Linked DNA regions of Mus musculus: region 2 is linked to region 1. A link is a contact called in public promoter capture Hi-C data. All regions are on one chromosome and are shown on one strand. The core of a region is the stretch at or near the end of the contact, and the rest is flanking DNA. Distances in the headings are between cores, read along the strand shown.

Region 1 (4,135 bases), core at 637-3,136:
CTTGTCCTGTGGTGCCCATGTCTGCCTCACATCAGAATAAAATGCAATACTAAATGAGTGGATAGGACTCCATTCTTTATGCCTTGTTCTTGATCTTCCAAGGAAACCATAACTATTGAAAGGGAGGGGACCTGCGTAGGGTGAGATGGTCACCTAGAAAGGTGGTTAGGGGGCTGACTTTTCATCTCTCTGCTAGTCTTCTGTTGTGGAGGCTCCATTTCTAGAACGGCAACCTTTAGTGCCAGGAGAGCCATTCAATCTCATCTCCACTCTCTCTTCTGTGATCAGAGAATTTCTGTTAACTGTGCTCATGGTTTCTGGATAAACTGAAGACATGACTGCTCATGGTATGCTCAACCAGGGATTTTTCTTGTTGTAAATATGAGAGAGAGAAAACAGCCAGGGGCACCTGTGAGAGCCCAGAGCAGAGAGAATAGAGCAGATCGAGCATGTTCAGCAGACTAGATCTGGCTAGGAGAAAAACAGAGAGGAGATGAGAACCAGAGAGTGGAGCCCGGAGAGAGGGGGAACTCAGGAGAGCAGTGGAGGAGAGGGAAGAGCAGGAGGAAGGGAGAGAGGGAAGCCAAGGGCCGAAGGCATTAAGTAGCAGGATTATAAAGAGAATGAGGATCTGGACGGAACTAATCCCGCGAGTTGGGTTCTTCTTCTTTTCATTAAAAATAGATTCTTCTCTCATACACTATATCCCACCAACATTTCTCTTCCCACCATGCCTACCATCTACCCCACTCCCCTCCCCTCTGGATCCACTCCCCCTCAACATCCCTTCTTAAAAGAGCAGGCTTCCAAGAGACCACAACCAATTGTACACACAAAAAGAAAATACCATAGGACAAAGAAAAAGCCCTCAACCGAGTCTAGACAAGGCAACCTAAGAGGGGAAAAATAAATTGTCCTAAGTGCAGTCCAAAGTGTCAAAGACACACCCACTCCCACAGTTAGGAGTTCCACAAGAACAACAAGCTAACCGCCACAACATATATGCAGAGGACCGGATACAGATTTCTGTAGGTCCGGTGCTTGCTTTAGTTTCTGTAAACCATATGTGTCCTGCTTAGTTGATTTGGTGGGTCATATTCTCCTGGTGTCCTTTAGCCCCTCTGACTCCCAAGGTCTTTCCGCCACCTCTTACATGGAATTTCCGGAGCTCCGGCGGACTCCAGTTTAGACTCTCTCCACATAAAGTCTTAACTGTGGATCTCTGCATTTGCTCCCATGTACTGCTGGAGGAAGCCTCTCTGATGACAACGGGACAAGTCACTAATCTCTAATCACAGTAAAATATCATTAGGAATCATTTTTTAAAAAAAGACTAGTCGTGTTTGGTTCTACTCTAGATCTCTGGACTATTCAGTTTCCATTTTCTGGCCTTCCAAGAAGTGTCAGGCAAGGGCGCCCGCCCGCTCACGGAGTAGGTAAGCCTCAAGTTAAATCAGACATTGCTTTCTACTCTCACAAATTCAGTACCGCCATTACCCCAGCACATCTTGCAAGCAGGACACATTGTAGGTCAGAGGTTTTGTGGCGGGGCTGGCTTATTTAAGATATGGGATGAGACAGGGTCTCACCTCATAATCCTGGCTGTCCTAGATCTCGCTATGTAGACCAAGTTGGCGGGCAACTCACAGAGATTCACCTACCTCTGTCACAGGAGTGCCCGGATTAAAGGCATGCACCACCCTGTCTTGTTGGAGTGTTGTTTTGTACACTGTGTGAAGATGTGTCTCTGTCCTTCCTTGCCTGCCTAAGGCACCTTCCGATTGGTTAAAATAAAAAGCCTATGGCCTATAGCAAAAGGCAGACTAAGAATAGTAAGGTGGGACTTCCGGACAGAGAGGGGAACTCTGGGAAAGAGAGACGGGCGGGAGATTTGCTACTGTGATGCGGAGAAAGTTGGACGTATGTAACCGAGGAGGTAACTAGGCAGAACTTAGTATAAATGGGCTAATGGAGTTACGAGCTAGTTAGGAGCAAGCCTAAGCTAAGACCAAAAGTATTGTAAGTAAATATGAGCCTTTATGCCATTATTTGGGAACTGAGGTGGACATAGAGAAAGACCCACAGTTGCGTTTGGTGCTCAATGTGCGGAAGAAAATCCAAGCTTAGAGCCTGGGGAAAGTCCTGGGTGAAGGCGGCTTCCTAGCCAAAGAGCAGGGAAGAAGCAGGAGACCGCCAGAGGCCGAGTGCTTCTTTAAGAAGCCCTCACTGAGCAGAAAAACCAGATCCACTATCAGAGCCTCGGGGCAGAGAAGGTCAGAGCAGCTTTAGACAGACACCTGGGAGCCAGGCCACTCGGGGTGCATGCACATACTTAGCCACACTTAGCACACCACAGCCACCACCCACCCCATCCCCAAGGCACAGCCACACGCACAATCTGACTATGTTGCGTGGCAGGCTTCGTCTCTGCTCATAGCTTCAACAGTGGAAAGGCTGAAGTCAGCCCACACTACTCCAGTGAGAGTCTTGGTGCTAACAGAGGTCTGAGCAAGCAGCCCCGGGGGCTTACACATGTGGGCCCAGGACAGGCAGGCACCCCATCCTACACACTCTGTGAGCTACTGGCAAAGCGAACAGATCAGGTCCCTGCACTCCAAAGCCCAGAAGCCTCGGCTCTTCCAGTAAACTGTTAGACTGAGCTGAACAGGGGGTCCAACTATTCCTTGTGGGCTTAAGGGCTGGGGCGGGGCCAACAGCGGGCTTGACTGGGAGCTGAATGTCTGGAACAGGGTTACCCTCAGTGGGAGGTGCAAGCCGCCGAACAGCTCAACAGAGACAACACGCGGAAGATACCTATCTAAGCCCAGACAGAAGCCCTTGAACAGGTAAAAAAAATATTTGGAATTATGCTTCAGTGCTAAAGAAAGAAAAGAAAAAAATAATTTAAAAATTAATAAAATAAAATCTCTTTGGGAAGGAGAGAGTTAGAGATTGAAAAAGAAAAAAATTCTGTGTTAAGAAATGGAAAACACAACAACACAGGGCATCTGGATTCCATATAATTTTGATACGATCATCAGCATACAAATAATTACACTTTCAGTAATGATGGCAATTTTAGATATCCTGTTTAAGAGAGATGAAAATAAAGCAGACTTAGAGAAGGAAAGACTGAAAAATTAAAGGCTGGAATGGAGGTAATAGGAAAGAGATTGGGAAATTCCGATTCGAAATAAATGATCTTCAGAGGTAGCCAGACCAAAGCCTAGAGCCACCTTGTAACTCTAGCCCTGTTCCAGACATTCAGCTAGCTAGTCAAATTTAATGGCAGCCTATTAAATTTCTAGATAAAGAGACTTATGCCGAGTTAAGAATATAGATCTGTTTAATGATGCCATACTATAGATTATATGTTTCAGTTTGTAGAGTTTGAAGAATTACAGTATATACATATGTTAATGCATCATACAATTGATGCACACTCAGGATTTCCATATGCTTTTGCCTTAAATTCTGAGAGAAATGATTCTGAGAGTGCACATTTATTAGAGATGGTGGCCATCTTGGAAATGCCTTTACAGACTGAAGCTGATGATGCTACTGTCTATGTAGCTATTAGAATACAGCCATATTGTAGACATTATCACACAGAGCATGTCACAGGTGTATCTTACATTGCTATAGGTCAGTCAGTTATGAAAGGATCTACCTATGCTTTAAAGAACATGCTAATAGACAGAAGAGGGACATGGGCTCTTAAGCCCATGTGGTGGTTTGAATGAAAATGGCCCCCATAGGCTCATAGGGGTTGGTAGTATTGGGAGGTGTGGCCCTGTTGGAGTAGGTCTGGCCTTAGAGCAAGTGTGTCACTCAGGCATGGGCTTTGGGGTTTCAGATGCTCAAGTCAGGCCCAGTCTCTCTCTTCCTGTGCCTGGGAAACCAGATGTAGAACTCTCAGCCTCCTCTCCAGCACCATGTCTACTTGTGTACAACCATGCTTCCTTCCCATCATAATGATTATGGATTAAACCTCTGAACTGTAATCCAGCTCAAATTAAATATTTTCCTTTATAAGAATTGCCACAGTCATGGTATCTCTTCACAGCAATAAAACCCTAACTAAGACACACAGATAAACTTTTCTTCCCCTACACTATATCAGGACTGTGCTTAT
Region 2 (4,135 bases), core at 661-3,160, 880 kb before region 1:
AGCCCTTCACTCCGAGTCAGCAATTAGAGACTGAGACCTGGCAAGATTTACTAAGTAATATTTAAAAGGCTTACTTCTAAACCTTAAAAATACCAACCTTGTTTGATGTGAGAGAAACAAAGATCAAAACACTAGAGATTCAAGTGGGGCGTGTTATAACACACAGACAGACACACATACACACACGTCATCCCAGCACCTGAGGAAGCAGAGACACAAGGAATGTCACAAGTTCAAAGTTACCCTGGCTCTACATAACCAGTACCAGGGCAGCCAGGGATACTTGGGATGGAAGGAAGGAGGGAAGGGATAAATCTACATTTGACTTAACCAAAATGGTTTTCAGCATTTTCTGAAAAATTGTGTCATCAGAAAATATTCAACCTCAAGAATCTCCTTTCTACACCAAGCCACAAAAGAATGAGCATCTTCTGTGCTCCAAAAGTTCTTCCTGCTAACACAAATTACTAACATAATCCATAATTCTGCACTAAAATTAAATGTTAAATTAACCCTGAAAAGAAAAGCTAAAATGAAGTGGAGACACATTTTTCTAATAGAAAATTGCATTAATTAAGACTTCAAGAATACAACATGAACAACTTGCTTCCCCAATTCTTGGAGAAAACCAATGGAATGAGATAACCTGAGATACCGAGTTATCACTTCAAGGAGTGGACTCAGTTCCATGTCTGAAATAGAGAAATCGGTCAACACGGGGATTTCTACTGCTGATTGTAGCCACAAAAATACAATCCAAGAAACTTTTGCAACCAGAGAGGATAAAAAATTTGACTCTCTTCCCGTTTATGTTGCTCATTCAAAAATAAATGGCTCCACGCCAAGTACGTTACACACAGAAGGGTTTCACACTACCCAATTTGAGTCAGCATATACATCATAAATTAATGTGACACTGTATTTCCAATCCCAAAGCTCTTCGTTGTAGTATGACTCACCAAATCCTCCATTTGTCCAACTAAGAAAACTTTATATTCCTCCCTTCAAACTACCACTATGACCTTCGTAGGAACTGGGTTAGCGACTCCCTTCATAATCGTTAAACACACACTTTAAACAGGGCTCCGGGGAAGCCGAGGCGTGGAGACCGACAGGAAAGCGAGGTGACCTTTCCATAGGCGCTGGGGTCTGGCCTACAAGCCCTGCTGTGGGGGACCCTGTGGGCAGCGCCCGCTCCACGAAGCAAGCCCGAGTGCAAGCGCAATGCTTTGACTCCATGAGTCCGGAACCCGTTCCCGGGCGCAAAGCCCAGCCAGTCCCTCGCCGGGCCACCGAGGGTCCCGGCCGCCCCACTTCCCAGGGTCGGGCCGGGTTCGGCCCGGAGGCTCCGAAGCCCGGAGTCCGGCGCGCGGCGCCATTTTAGGCCGCGGTGGCGGCGCCATCCAATCAGCGCGCGGGAGGCGGGGGGCGCCGGGTCCCTCGCGAGTCGCCGCAGGCAGCGCCGGGCGCCGGGCTGCTAGGTTCGGGGGTCTGGCCTCCGTGCCGCCATGTTGCACCGTCCCCGCGGCCTCCTGATAGGCGGGCCCGGGCAGAGGCCGCACCCGCGGCCGAGAGCAGCTCACCTTCTCGCAGAGGCTCTTGACCTGGGACTCGGAGAGCTGCTTGCACTCGTTCAGCTGCTCGATCCACTGGTCCAGCTCCTTGGTGAACAACTTCTCGTCCATGATGCCGCCCGCCCGAACCGGCTGCCGCTCCGCGCTGCTCCCGCGCCGCCGCCCGCACCCGGGCCACACGCACACGCCGCCGCCGCTCTCCCGGGGTGCTTTCTGCGGCCCCAGGCGGCTGCTGGGCGCTGGCGCCGGCCCGCTGGCTCGCTCCGCAGTGCTCGGCCGCCGGCCGCTGTGCCTCCTCCTCCGCTCGCCCTAGCTCGGGACTCGGCTTTCTGTAATGGCGGCCGCCCGGCGTGGTGACGTCACGCCAGCGTCAGGGAGCCGCGGGGAGGGCGACGGAGTGGGGCCGGGACCCAGAGCTGCGCACCGTGGAGCCGGGGCGCAAGCGCAGCGGAGTTGGCTGCCGAAGGAAGTGGCTTCGCTCTTGGGGCGTGGTCCTCCCGCTGGGAGGGCGGCGGGGGAAGGGAAGAAGCGAGTCCGAGCAAGCGCAGTGCTGGTTAATCCTGGCGTCCCAGGCTCCGCAGGGCGCCTGCGCGGTCTCGGCGCATGAGCAGTCCGTGTAGGCGAGGTTTTTATTCCTTGTGACCTGGTGTTTCTGGAAGGCCTCTGGGTGATACCTCTCAGATGTGGTCTGGGCTCTGCCAGCCTGATGACTAAAGGCAACCCTAAGGCGCTTAGTCCAGCAGCCCTGGGAACCACAAGGGAGTCACACACCTTTGGGGACAAGCCTAGTGGCAGGTTGCCTGGAGTGACCTTCCCCACCTCTGGCCGTTGCAGGCTCCTATAATTAGGTCATTCGTGGGCGAAGGAAGGTGTACCTGCTGGGATGTGTCGCCCGCGCACCTTACACCCCCAGCACACACCTGTCCCTGCACGAAGGCGGGGCCGAAGTGGGCCTTCGATCCTGGCCTCTTCCTAAGCCTTGCTTCCTCTCCTGTGGCCTTCAACACCTCTGGTGTGCACTTTTCTCCGAGACCTGTGCCCACTGGAAATAATCTTGTCCTACATTCTAGAGGAACAAGCCAGGGCTGTGTTCTGGTACTGGTAGAAGCAGCTACCGTGTGTTCTGTAAAGGAAGCTGATATTCTTAAGGATCAGCCTTCGACCTGGTTATAAATCTCTTCTGAGGCTTGTGAAACGTGTTCACATTGCACTGTCTGCATTCACAGAGATACTTGGCTCTACAGAGCATCAACTGTTGACCAGATCCCATGCTTAGGGGACAAAGGGGTCATGCAGACAGAAAGGGGCTACTGCCCTGGTGGAGCTTGAATGTTCCTGGCTGGAAATGAATGGAATGGATGGAAGTCATACACTGCTCCCCTCCAGAGTCTGGGAGAGAAGCCAAAGGATGGTTATCCATGAAGGTCAAGGCAAGAGCTGACCTAGCTATACTGTGGGGAACAGTCAAGCCTGTCACACACCGGAGAAGACACAGCTCAGAGCATCAGAAGACACCCTGACCCACAAGCTACAAGAGGACCTCAGTGGCCCCATCCACAAATGGCAGGGATGAAAATCCTCCTTTATCAAGGACAACCTGCTTGGCCAGGGGAACTGGCTTGACCAATTCTGCTTTCTCTAGTGGGTACCTCCCACTAGAGTTCCCGAAGAAAGTACCTGAGATCTACTCTTCTAGACGCCTCCATACATACTTGTTCTGCCAGTCCTTTCAGCTCAAATTCTGACTCTGGTTTGCAGTGAATAGCCCCCCAAAACAAACAGGAGTAAGAGTTAAGGCTACGTGAGATGACTAAATAAAGACTGTTTGGTGCCCATAGTTATAAAGCCATGTTCACTGTGCTGTCTTGTCTTATTCTTCTCCATTGCCCTGTACTCAGCAAGAACTGGTCCTGTCTTGAAGGGCAGGAAGTAGGCGGGCACACACAAAAGGGGAGGGGCTTCTTCAAGATAGTGGTCAAGACTGAGAACTTCATACTGCCAAGGTCTCAGCCAGAGTCATACAGCTACTAAACCACAGAAAGGACCAATACTCATCCCTTTGACTGCCTTTTTTCACCTGCAAAGACAATGATGATGCTAGTCTGGCAGATTGAAAAGTACTAAACGCCCACTATATATGCCAAGGTTATATAATGAAGGTTCTTCTAAAGTACTCTAGCTAGGCACTCCTTGCTGGTAGCGTTAATGTGTTATTTATTTTCTCCTGATGCAGGTTACTTGGCTCACCACCCTCACAAAATGGAGGAAAGATAGAATTACATGTACTTAAACATCCTGCCAAATAATTAGATGCTGCAACTTAACTTCTTAAGGAATGACTTCTAGGAAGCTCTCATTAGCATTCAGGCAGTGGAGTAAGGCATACCCGATCATAAACAATACAGAACTATGCTAATCAGAGTGTCTTTACCCTTACTGGAAACCAAGAATGCTCTCATACTCTGTAGAACTTCCAATATAATAAAAGGATCTGAAAGTTGGGCCTTAACTAATTTGACCCAGCTTACTCAATTTGACAGCTGATGAATACTGAGAACAAA

What was found. Promoter capture Hi-C pulls out the DNA fragments that hold promoters and counts their contacts.
Region 2: a promoter capture Hi-C map of embryonic stem cells shows a contact between it and region 1, with 5 times the contacts expected there. The contact joins the promoter of Ppp2ca here to the promoter of Platr20 in region 1. A contact is called at or near these places in 1 of 39 promoter capture datasets (embryonic stem cells) and 1 of 115 datasets of contacts at active chromatin or transcription factors (bone marrow-derived macrophages).

The regions. Positions count from the first base shown.
Region 1 is chr11:51,218,169-51,222,303 of GRCm38.p6, reverse strand. It overlaps Platr20 (pluripotency associated transcript 20), which reads left to right and starts at 1,886. Exons shown (of 5, transcript NR_110444.1): 1 at 1,886-1,936; 2 at 2,751-2,846. It overlaps Gm12569 (predicted gene 12569), which reads right to left and starts at 1,733. Exons shown (of 6, transcript NM_001378502.1): 1 at 1,662-1,733.
Region 2 is chr11:52,096,599-52,100,733 of GRCm38.p6, reverse strand. It overlaps Ppp2ca (protein phosphatase 2 (formerly 2A), catalytic subunit, alpha isoform), which reads right to left and starts at 1,910. Exons shown (of 7, transcript NM_019411.4): 1 at 1,584-1,910. The coding sequence starts at 1,685.